Linked DNA regions of Sus scrofa: all the other regions are linked to region 2. A link is a contact called in public targeted proximity ligation data. All regions are on one chromosome and are shown on one strand. The core of a region is the stretch at or near the end of the contact, and the rest is flanking DNA. Distances in the headings are between cores, read along the strand shown. Region 1 has its middle 91 kb from the start of EFCAB1. Region 2 has its middle 100 kb from the start of UBE2V2. Region 3 has its middle 65 kb from the start of EFCAB1.

What was found.
Region 1: a targeted proximity ligation map of skeletal muscle shows a contact between it and region 2. A contact is called at or near these places in 9 of 47 Hi-C or Micro-C datasets (embryonic fibroblasts, fetal skeletal muscle, heart right ventricle and 5 more) and 1 of 2 datasets of targeted methods (skeletal muscle).
Region 3: a contact with region 2 is called in a targeted proximity ligation map of skeletal muscle. A contact is called at or near these places in 5 of 47 Hi-C or Micro-C datasets (fetal skeletal muscle, liver, retroperitoneal adipose tissue and 2 more) and 1 of 2 datasets of targeted methods (skeletal muscle).

Annotation. Positions count from the first base shown.
Region 1 is chr4:79,465,034-79,468,144 of Sscrofa11.1, forward strand. No RefSeq gene overlaps it. Among named protein-coding and RNA genes, the nearest start is that of EFCAB1, 91 kb to the left of the region's middle.
Region 2 is chr4:79,546,666-79,550,017 of Sscrofa11.1, forward strand. No RefSeq gene overlaps it. Among named protein-coding and RNA genes, the nearest start is that of UBE2V2, 100 kb to the right of the region's middle.
Region 3 is chr4:79,439,042-79,442,152 of Sscrofa11.1, forward strand. No RefSeq gene overlaps it. Among named protein-coding and RNA genes, the nearest start is that of EFCAB1, 65 kb to the left of the region's middle.

The DNA.
Region 1 (3,111 bases), core at 53-2,552, 82 kb before region 2:
TTTTCTTGCTAGGGCCTCTGGGAAGTGCTGCTTCAGTCAACTCCTTTGGTTTCCTTCCTGCTTCATTTCTTTGCCATATGAATGCTGATGCCCGACCCATCTGCTCACGAGGCTCTGACTTCATTACAGGACAGTCCTGGGCCTCGTCCTCTGCTGGCCCTGCCGAGCCCCCACCCTGCCCACGCCTTCCTCCTCCCCCGCTTCGCTAACCCTGACCCTGGCTGAGGGGGGACACAGAGAAGCAGCTGCCTCTGTGCTTTCCAGCAAGTACTGGACTCAGTCACTCTGCAGACAGACCCCCCCTTGGCTGTGTCCCATTAGTTCTCTGAGAAGCAGATCGTAAAATCAGGCTACCAACCACAGGGAGCACCTCAGGCCCTGATGGGGCTCTGACAACGACTTCTAGAAATCTCTGACTTCTGTCTACAGACTTAGTCCAGAAAGAAATCATGATAATTGACTGTATAGAAGTTGGACCAAATATACACCTGAAAAAATAAGGCCTGTGGCATCTCTGACCTTCAAAGATCTGCTTCTCCTCCCGCCTTCTCACCCCTCCCCAGCACTCACCCAAGTAACTGAAAAGGGCACAGAATCAAAGGCTGGCCACCAGCCTCTGCTCCCTGCCAGCCGTCCGGGCCCTGTGCACCAGGATAACAACGGACTCTGTGTGGGTCTGTCCTGCTTCAGTCATAAAGTAAATCATTTGTCCAAAACCACATGCCTTGTTTTTCAAAAATTAATTCTTTTCTCTCCCTCCTTTCCTCCCTTTTTTTTTTTTCCCACTGAATTTTAAAACATGGGAGTTCCTGTCGTGGCTCGGTTAATGAATCCGACTAGGAACCACGAGGTTGCGGGTTTGATCCCTAGCATTGCTCAGTGGGTTAAGGATCTGGCGTTGCCATGAGCTGTGGTGTAGGTCGCAGACACTGCTCGAGTTGCTGTGGCTCTGGCGTAGGCCGGCGGCTACAGCTCCGATTACACCCCTAGCCTGGGAACCTCCATATGCCTTGGGAGTGGCCCTAGAAAAGGCAAAAAGACAAAACAAAAAACCATGGACCCCCATTTCACTCTCTCGCAGTTCATTTCCTTTGACCACTTCCAAAGCTTAGGCTAAGAGTCCTGTAGATTTTTCTAGCACTTGACCTGACACGCAGGCCAGCTCCTGCTTTGCGCACCATCCACGTCACTGTCTTCCCTCGTCCCCAGAGTTGGGTTCGAACCCTCAGAGACATGCTGGGCCGACCGGCTCCTCTCTTAGAGGAAAAGCCCTTCCTTCCTTTTGCAAACACAGCCTGGAAAGGAGACCCGCGCCCGCAGAGAGCTACCCGCGCCGGTCACATTCCGTTCCCAGGCTGCTGATGAGGTGGTCTGGGAGGCGTTCTGGCTGCGAGGGATCGCATTGCTCAACGGGGACCGAAGGAATGCGGTTTCCGAAGGTTTCCAGCAAGTCCCTGGGAATGTGCTCCGGAAAAGCCCGGAGCTGGAAGCGCTTCCCTCTGAGAGGCACTCCAACCACCTCGGGGGCCAAGGGCCGGCCCTCCCGACATTATCATCACAAAGGGGAAACAGCATCTCCGTGGACTTGCTCCCGCAATTGGGGTGTTTATAAGCCCCGCCCACTTGCAACCCAAACGCCTGCGGTTAAAAGGAACCCCCCCAAAAAAAGCCACCCCGCCAAAGCCGATGGTTCTGCCCAGTCTCTCTGAGGGGTCAGGAATAGCGAGTGTGTACAGGATTTGAGGCACTTTGTAAAAATTGGCCTCTTTCCCTCTGTATGCAGTATATATCCTCAACGTTTTAACAAAATTTTCCCCTTTTGACCACAAGATAGAGTTCCAGGCGTGGGCAAAGCACTCCCGTAATAAGAGCTCAGGGTTCGGGGGAACTTAATACAATAATCGTGTGTTCAAGAAAAGTTTCTGCAATTGCAGCTCATTCTTTTCCCCTGAGTGAATCTCTTTATGGAGAATGACCCACGGTTCCCAAGCCACGGTGGCCTCCCCCCAGACCGTCGCCCTGGGCTCGGAGTACACCCGCCTCCCCGCGGTCACGGGCAGACCTCATCCTACGGCCGTCCTGGGTTCCTGTGCAGGGACAGACAATTTCTAACTGTGGCCAAACCTAACATAAAACTCCCTGTTCTAAGCGCACCGTTCAGGGGCCTTCACATGGTGTTGTAACCACCTCCGTCTCCAGAACGATCTCATCTTCCCCAACTGAAACTCCGTCCCCATTAAGCACCAGCTCCCCGCCCCCTTCTCCAGACCCTGGCCTGACATCTGCTTTCTGTCTCTGTGACTTGGTCTCTTGTAGATACTTCCTCTCAGTGAAATCAGGAGATATTTGTACTTTCCCGTCCGCTGATTTCACCCAACAGAACGTCTTGGAGATTCGGCCACATCACAGCACACGTCAGGAGTTCATCCCTTTTACGGCTGGATGCCAGTCCAGCAGATGTGTACGCCTCGCTTTGTTTATTCATTCTGCAAAGTCCCTGGGTCTTTGGTAGAGATTGCATGGTATACTTTGGGTAGAACTGACCTATTTTATTCAATTTATTTACAATAAATTCTTACTTTAATAAATTTATTAAAGTAAGTAATAATGTTGCCTTCTAAGCCATGAACACAGAATATTTTCCATTTATTCCTGACGTCTTTAACTTTTTCCAGCAATGTTTTGTAGGTTTCAGTGTACGAGTCTTTCACTTCCTTGGTTAAGTTTTTCCTAAGTGATTTTCTTCTTTCTGACACTATTATAAATGGAATTTTCTTCACTTTGTTTTCAGATTGTTTACTGTTATCGTATTGAGACACAGCTGAATTTTTATGTGATTAGGATGATTTTTAGCAAGTGTTAAGACATTAGGTATCTCAGGAAATACTCCCGAAAAGAAAGAGTTACGAAGCTTTATCTTCCTCTTCTACTTTCCTAGTTTTACTGAGACTTGACTGACATACAGCAGTAAGGTACACAGCCTGATGGTATATGACTTACACAGATTGTGAAATCATGGCCATTTCCTGAACACCTATTATTTCACACAGATTTGGAAAAATAGAAAAGGAAAAAACCCTTTCTCCTTGTGACGAGAACCCTTAGGGTCTG
Region 2 (3,352 bases), core at 71-2,570:
TAGGAAAGTTTCTGTAGTTTATATGGAACAGCGTGAGTGAAAGGCCCACCATGAGCCCTCAGCAGCAGGTGTCACTCTGGGTTCCGTCCCCAGCCCCACTGCAGGGAAGGACACAGAGACCCTGCCCCCTGCGTGGGCAGTGAGGCCATGCTCCCTGAGGTCACCAGCCTGTGTCCCCAGGGAGACCCATTGTCATGAGTGCCCCAGTCACCCTCCACCCACACCCCCCACAGTGCTTTCCCTCCCCCCAGGTAAAACCAGGCTGAGCCTGGAACAAGCGCCATCGTGTGACATCCATGTGTGTCTGTGTCTGCAAGGAGGCAGGAAGACAGCATGTGCTGAGCCTGGACCCCCAGGGACACCTGCTGCCGCCTTCCCCACCAACAAAAACCACTTGGGACTGCGAGGCCCATTAGGGAGGCCACGGCATGAACGGAGTGCAGAGGCACAGAAGAAGGCCAGAGTCAAGACAATCATCCTTGGGCTATGGTGCCTTTGGCGCAGGGCCACCTCCAAGCACTGGTCACCCTTGCTTGGTCACCCATGAGAGTGCAGGAAGACCCAAACTTCCAAGGGCCACCGAGTGCTCTGCGCACCAGGAGCTGGAACATGAAGACACAGCGGCAGCTCCCAGTGTTTCCTGTCGGCCTTGCATCTTGGCCTCAGTGGCCCAGCATTTCCTCTGTTTCATGCCACATCTCCAATACCCTGGCTTCCTACCACTTTTCTTGCCCATTTCCTCAAAATAGATCTCATTGTCCTTTTTCTCTACAAATGCTTCCAAGGTTTCCAGTTTCCATTACCCAGGAGGAATGCACCTGTGGGTGCCCCCCCCCCCCGCCCCCAACAACCAGCACCTTTGAACCACAAAACAGCAAGGAGCCCAGAGGCCGGTGGGCGGATGGGAGGTGAGGCTGCAGACCCGCCCGGTCAGCTGGGCTTTGCCTGGAAGTGCCGGCCCTGGGAACCTGGGGCGGCTGCCACCCAGCCGCGAGGGAGCCGGGCTGCCAGCCTGCCGCCCCTGCAATGCCCCCGCATGGTCAGGCCAGTGTCCCGCTGGGGCTGGTCCTCAGGCCCCGCCTTCTCAGCCCTCACCCGGCTGCCCACCCCGTCACTCAGTGAGGGGGTCCCTTGGGGCAGTCAGACCCGCCTCCCTGAAATCACCCCTTCCCCCGGCCTGCTCTCACACTTCCCTTTGCTGCCACTGCTTCTTAGTGTGTTTTAAGGCTCCTCGGAGACTCGCCTAAGACTCTGCTGAGACTTTGCACGCCCTCGGCCCGGGCTCCCCGCCGGCGACGGGCCCGCGAGCGCCCCAGTGTGGCGCCCGCTCCCGCCCACCTTCCCCGTCCACAAACCTCGGGAGAAAGAGAGGCAGGCTGGGGCGCGGGCGGGATTGGAAGCTGTAATTCAACCTAATAGTTGAGGCTTGGCAAGTGCACCTCTGGGACTTCTTGAAAACCCCCGAATCTTTTTCATTTCGGAGCAATTAAGCCGACCCCGGCGTCCTGGCTCCAGGAAGCCGCCCGCTCTGGGTTTATTGCCGTTTCCTCTCCCCGGGCCAGCACCAGCTCCAGCCTCGCCTTTCGGTGCCACCGAGGGGCCCCAGGAGCCCGTGGGCGGGGGCGGGGCGGGCCGCGGGCACATGTGGCTGCCAGGCCCGGGCTGAGGCGCTGGTGTGCAGCGTGATCAGAAACATCCAGCGGTAATTTAATAGTTCCCCCCAGCACGGACGTGAAGTCCGGGGAGGCTCCTCGCAGCTTAACCCTTGGAGGGGCGACAACGGCCAGAGGGAAGGGAAATTCGGCTCAGACGGTTGTTGCCCTGGGATTTTTGCTCTTCAGACGTTTGCTCTGCTGTTAGAGAGGAAGATGAGATCTTGGGGGACTTGCTGGGCTGAAATATGTATGAAATGCCCTCTTCAATCCTGGGGGAGCACCTTCCCACCAGACCCACGCCAGTCAGGGGGTGACCAGGTGCTGCCTTCCTAAGAAGTGTTTGAGTCCCACTTTGATTTAAGAGACTGAGGTCCCTCTCCAGCTGGGGAGCGCCCTCTGCAGTGAGGACCGAGGGCAGGCTCCGTCCCAGTGGGTTCTGGGACGATCCCACAGCTGAAGACTAGAAGCGTGAGCCGTGGAAGAAAAACGTCTTCCGGCTAGAATTTTTCTTCCTAAATTACAGTAAATTTCCCTAAAATCCATCACCTGCCATTGTCAAAACTTTCCACACCCAATCAGCCGTCAAGGCTTCTGCTGCAAACACACCACCTACTGTGTGCCCTGGAGCCTGCTGCAGGAAAATCCCCTCCCTGTCCCCATCCAGCTCCACCCAAAGCTCCCAGGAATGTGCACGAGACTCCCCCCACCCGACCCACAGAGTCAGACTCCAGGCAGGGTTGGCATTTGCCGACTCCCTGTCACTCTGAGCCGCTGGCCTCCAGGAGCAGCTCCACCTCCACGTGAGACAAGGGGTGCAGCTGGCCCGGCACCCACCTTGCTTCATGGCTAAGACACCAGCAGCACCTCTGGCTTCACTGCCCTTATCTGCACAGCGTCGTCTGGTACAGTTTTGTGCACGTGGAACGAGTTAACATTGGAAAAGCATTTGGAACAGAAAGTGGCTACTGTGGGTGCCAGGCGGACGACGTGCATCAGACCATGTGGCACCGGCTGCTGTGACCGAGAAAACCGCAGCATTGGGAGAGCTTGGCCTGCCCGGGAGCAGGGCTGCGTCCCTGGGAAGGGGCTCCTCATCGACGTGGTACAGACGGAGCCGATTAGGAGACAGCAGAGATGACCGGAGGGGCACAATGTGCTTATTTATGAATTAGCAGCAGGGCCAGCCACTGCCCCAATTGCTCCAGCCCCAGCATGCGGCGGCTTCCCAACAGGCCCTGCTCTGTGAACAGCAGAGGTGTGGGGGCCCTCGGGGCTGCACAGGGCCTCTTCAGAGACCACATGCCCACCCCCAGGGCCTAATACCCCAAATCCATGCCTGTCTGGGGTCTGCGCCTGTCCAGGGTCTGTGAAACCTGTGCCTCTGCTGCCTCTGCCCACTGAGCAGGGAGCCAGCTGGGAGGGGTCGGCCTGGACTTGGGGGCAGGCTGTGGGTCCTGGTGTGTGCAGCCCCCACCCACTTTCTGATGAGAAACTTCTCTATCAGATGTAAAACATTTGATGTACATTGATCTAATGCACAAGAGGATGCGGTATTTATTTCTTAATTTGCATGTTTGATAAATATGTACAGCTTTATGAGAAACACATGTTACCCTGGATGGGGGGAGAAGCTCTGTCGGATGCTCTGAGAACTGAGGCTCTTCAGAGAGACCAGCGTTCTGTTGTGAAATGTATCT
Region 3 (3,111 bases), core at 25-2,524, 110 kb before region 2:
CTAATTTTCAAAAGCCACCCTGAGAGGGGCCAAGGAAGCAGAAGGAGGCAGCGCCCATCTCCCTCGGTCTCAGGGAGTAAGTGCCACCCCAAGTCCCTGCCAACATTTCAAAGAATCTACAAAGGGTCCTGTGTGAACTCAGATCTGGCTGTGGATTGGCTCCCTTTTTAAGTGGGGGGGGGGGTGCTTTGTTTTGCTTTAATAAAGTTAGTATCTTGGGAAGAAGTGTAGCTAAGTCCATGTGCACCTCTATCGTCTCCAGGCCAAAAAATTGTAAAGAGACAAGATGACTTAGGGTAAAACTAGCAAAATTTCCAATTTCCATCTTTTAACCTAAAGATGAAGATTATGCTGCATATCGGGGTGCTGGGGTTTTTTAATCTAAAAAAACAAATGTAGATTAAGTAGGTCTGAGTGTAATTAAATTTATGAGCACGGAGAAGAATATGAAGTTTTATTAACTGTGGAAGGAATGTGGGTCCTTAGCTGCCCGGTCAGTTCTCAGACCAAGGAGATCGGCTTACAGGGGTTAAGTAAACATGGCGTTTTCTCTTACAGTTCAGATGAATCCGCTGGCAGGGAGACTCAGGGTCTGGCACTGGCTCTCTCCAGGGGTCCCCCTGACCTGTGTGAGCCCAGCCCAGCCCAGGCCAGCCCACCCCAGTGCACCCCAGCCCAGGCCAGTCCACCCCAGTGCACCCCAGCCCAGGCCAGCCCACCCCAGCCCACCCCACCCCGGCTGCAGGCCGCTCTGCTCAGGGTCTTTTCACCCCACGGGGCCTCGAAAGTCCTGAGCAGCGAGCAGCACACGGAAAGCAGCGGCGTGTGAGAGCAAGCACATGGAGCGGCGAGGACGATGCTGGGCCGGGAAGACGATGCCGAGAGGAAAGGGTGCCAGGATGTGGCCGACCCGCTCCAGCAGTTGGTTTTCAGAGACCTCGGCGCGCGCACTCGGCCGCTGCTCCCCGAGCCCAGGAGCAAGCAAGACCCACGGCCAGGACGAGGCCTCTCTGGTGCCGGGCTGCTCGGCCAGGAGCAGGACCCTCCTCCGGCCGTCTGGCTGACCTGGAGCTTTTTAATTGTGCCAATTTTGGGTTTGCCAGCCTCTCCCACAGATGGATACTGCAGGAGTCAGACCAGCTGAGCACAAAAAGAGCATCCACTGCGCTGGGAATCACATTTCAAAACCGCGGGGAAGAGAGAAAAGTGTTTCCTGCATGAAGAGGAAGCGACTCATTCATCTCCCTGAGGCACCAAGCCTGACGCTGGTCCACACAGACTGCAACTGCACTGGGCCTGCCAGCACTGCCCCTTTTAAAGAAATGTCCCCGCACTTCAGGTACCTCTCAGCTTTTCTGCAGCAAAACGGCACATTGCTTAAGCTCCCTGCGGTTAAAAAGTGCCTTTCAAGAATGTTTCCGAAAGTAAAAAAAATGACCTGAGACTGTACAAGGTTTTTCTTACAGAGGCCAGAACAGCCTGCGTTCTCTGTGTCCACGATGGGCTGGTTCTGAGCACACAGTGGGGGCCGCTGAGGCCGGGGGCTTGGGGGGCTACAAAGACCCACTGCCCGGGTCCCTACCCCTGCTCCCCACTTCTCTCCTTCTCCCCCCCACCTTCACTTCTCCCTGCACCCCACCCCTCCCTGGGCCCCTTCCCCCACCGGGCATCCCCCCACCCAGGTCCTTCCCCTACCCCCACTTCTCTCCCCCCTCCACCCAGGCACTCCCCCCCAACACAACCTCCCTCCAGGGCTGTCCCCCACCCCCGGGGACTCCCACCCGGACAGGCCTCCAGGGCGCCCTCCCCCGCAGGCTCCTCCCCCATCCTCCCGAGCTTCCCTGACGGCCTGTCTTCTGGCTCTAATTGTTTCCAGATTCGTGTGGGAGGTCAGGCCCGGGAGTGCTGCTTCGTGCCAAGTTTATAAACAGAGCAGTGTTTCCAGATGGCCGCTGGCTCCAGCCTGGCGAGCAGGTTGATTGGGACCAGAATAACAACAGGTGGAGAGCAGACTACGCATTCCTTGACTCTTACTTGCTCCCCTAACTTGTCCTCCCCTCTCAGCCGGCCGCAGCGCCATCCGCCATCCGCCACAGGGAAGAGCAGGACGTGGAACACAGAAGAAGACACCTTATTTCCCTAATGAGCGGAGCTGGGGCTGGGGAGAGGGGAGCTGCGTCCCTGAGGACCGCAGGCCGGTGCCCACGAGGAGGACGCCTGCGGGGGTGGAGTCGGCCAGGGTGCCTCCCGCCCTTGCCGCCACCCCCGCTTGGCCCCCTGGGTCCCCTTCCCTTGTCCTCGCCCAGGGCAGCAGTGAGGGGGAAGTGTCCCGGGAAGCAGCCAGCAGGTCCGGAAGGAGGACTGACCAACACGTGTAAGACTGCCGAGGGTTCCACTGCAGGACGCGGGCCGGAAACCCGGCTAGAGACAACCAGACCAAATGGATGAGGGTCTGCCTGGACCTCTAAGCACAGGACACCCTGGCCCCACGGCCGGGCCACCGCCTCCTGATGGAGAAAATGATCTGGGTGACCAGCAGCCGGTGCGGGCGCCTCTGCTTAGGCGAGGAGTCCCCTGGCAGGCCCTGCAGAGGCTCCCACGAGGGGATGGATCCTGGGGCCGGCTGAGGCTGAGGCTGAGCCGGCTCTCCCCCCACACTGCCAGCCTCCCCTCCCCCCACCCCCCACCAGGCTCAGCAAGGCTGCTTGGGACAGGAGGATGAGCTTGCGACCCCAGCTAGAAACCAGGCCACTCTGCAGTGTGCAGGAAAGCTCACAGCTTTAAATCTCTGACCCACAGAAAGTGCCTGTGAAAATAAAGCATATAAATATCAAAAGCACGTCTTTAAGTGTCTCCAAGTTAAGACTAGATTATCTTCTGCGAGTCTTTGAATCTGACTTTCTACTTGTAAAATGTAACCCTACACCGAGCTTTGAAGACGGGGATCTGGGACCAGGGCTGCGCAGTTTATCTGAACTGACAGAGGCACTGGTGCCCGGCGCCCAGCCCAGACCCAACTCACCGGAAGCCCCTGCAGAGCCGTGGTGTGACATTCTGCCTCACAGCAAAATCAGGGTGTCTAAAGAGTGGGGCCTGGAAAACTTGGTCTTT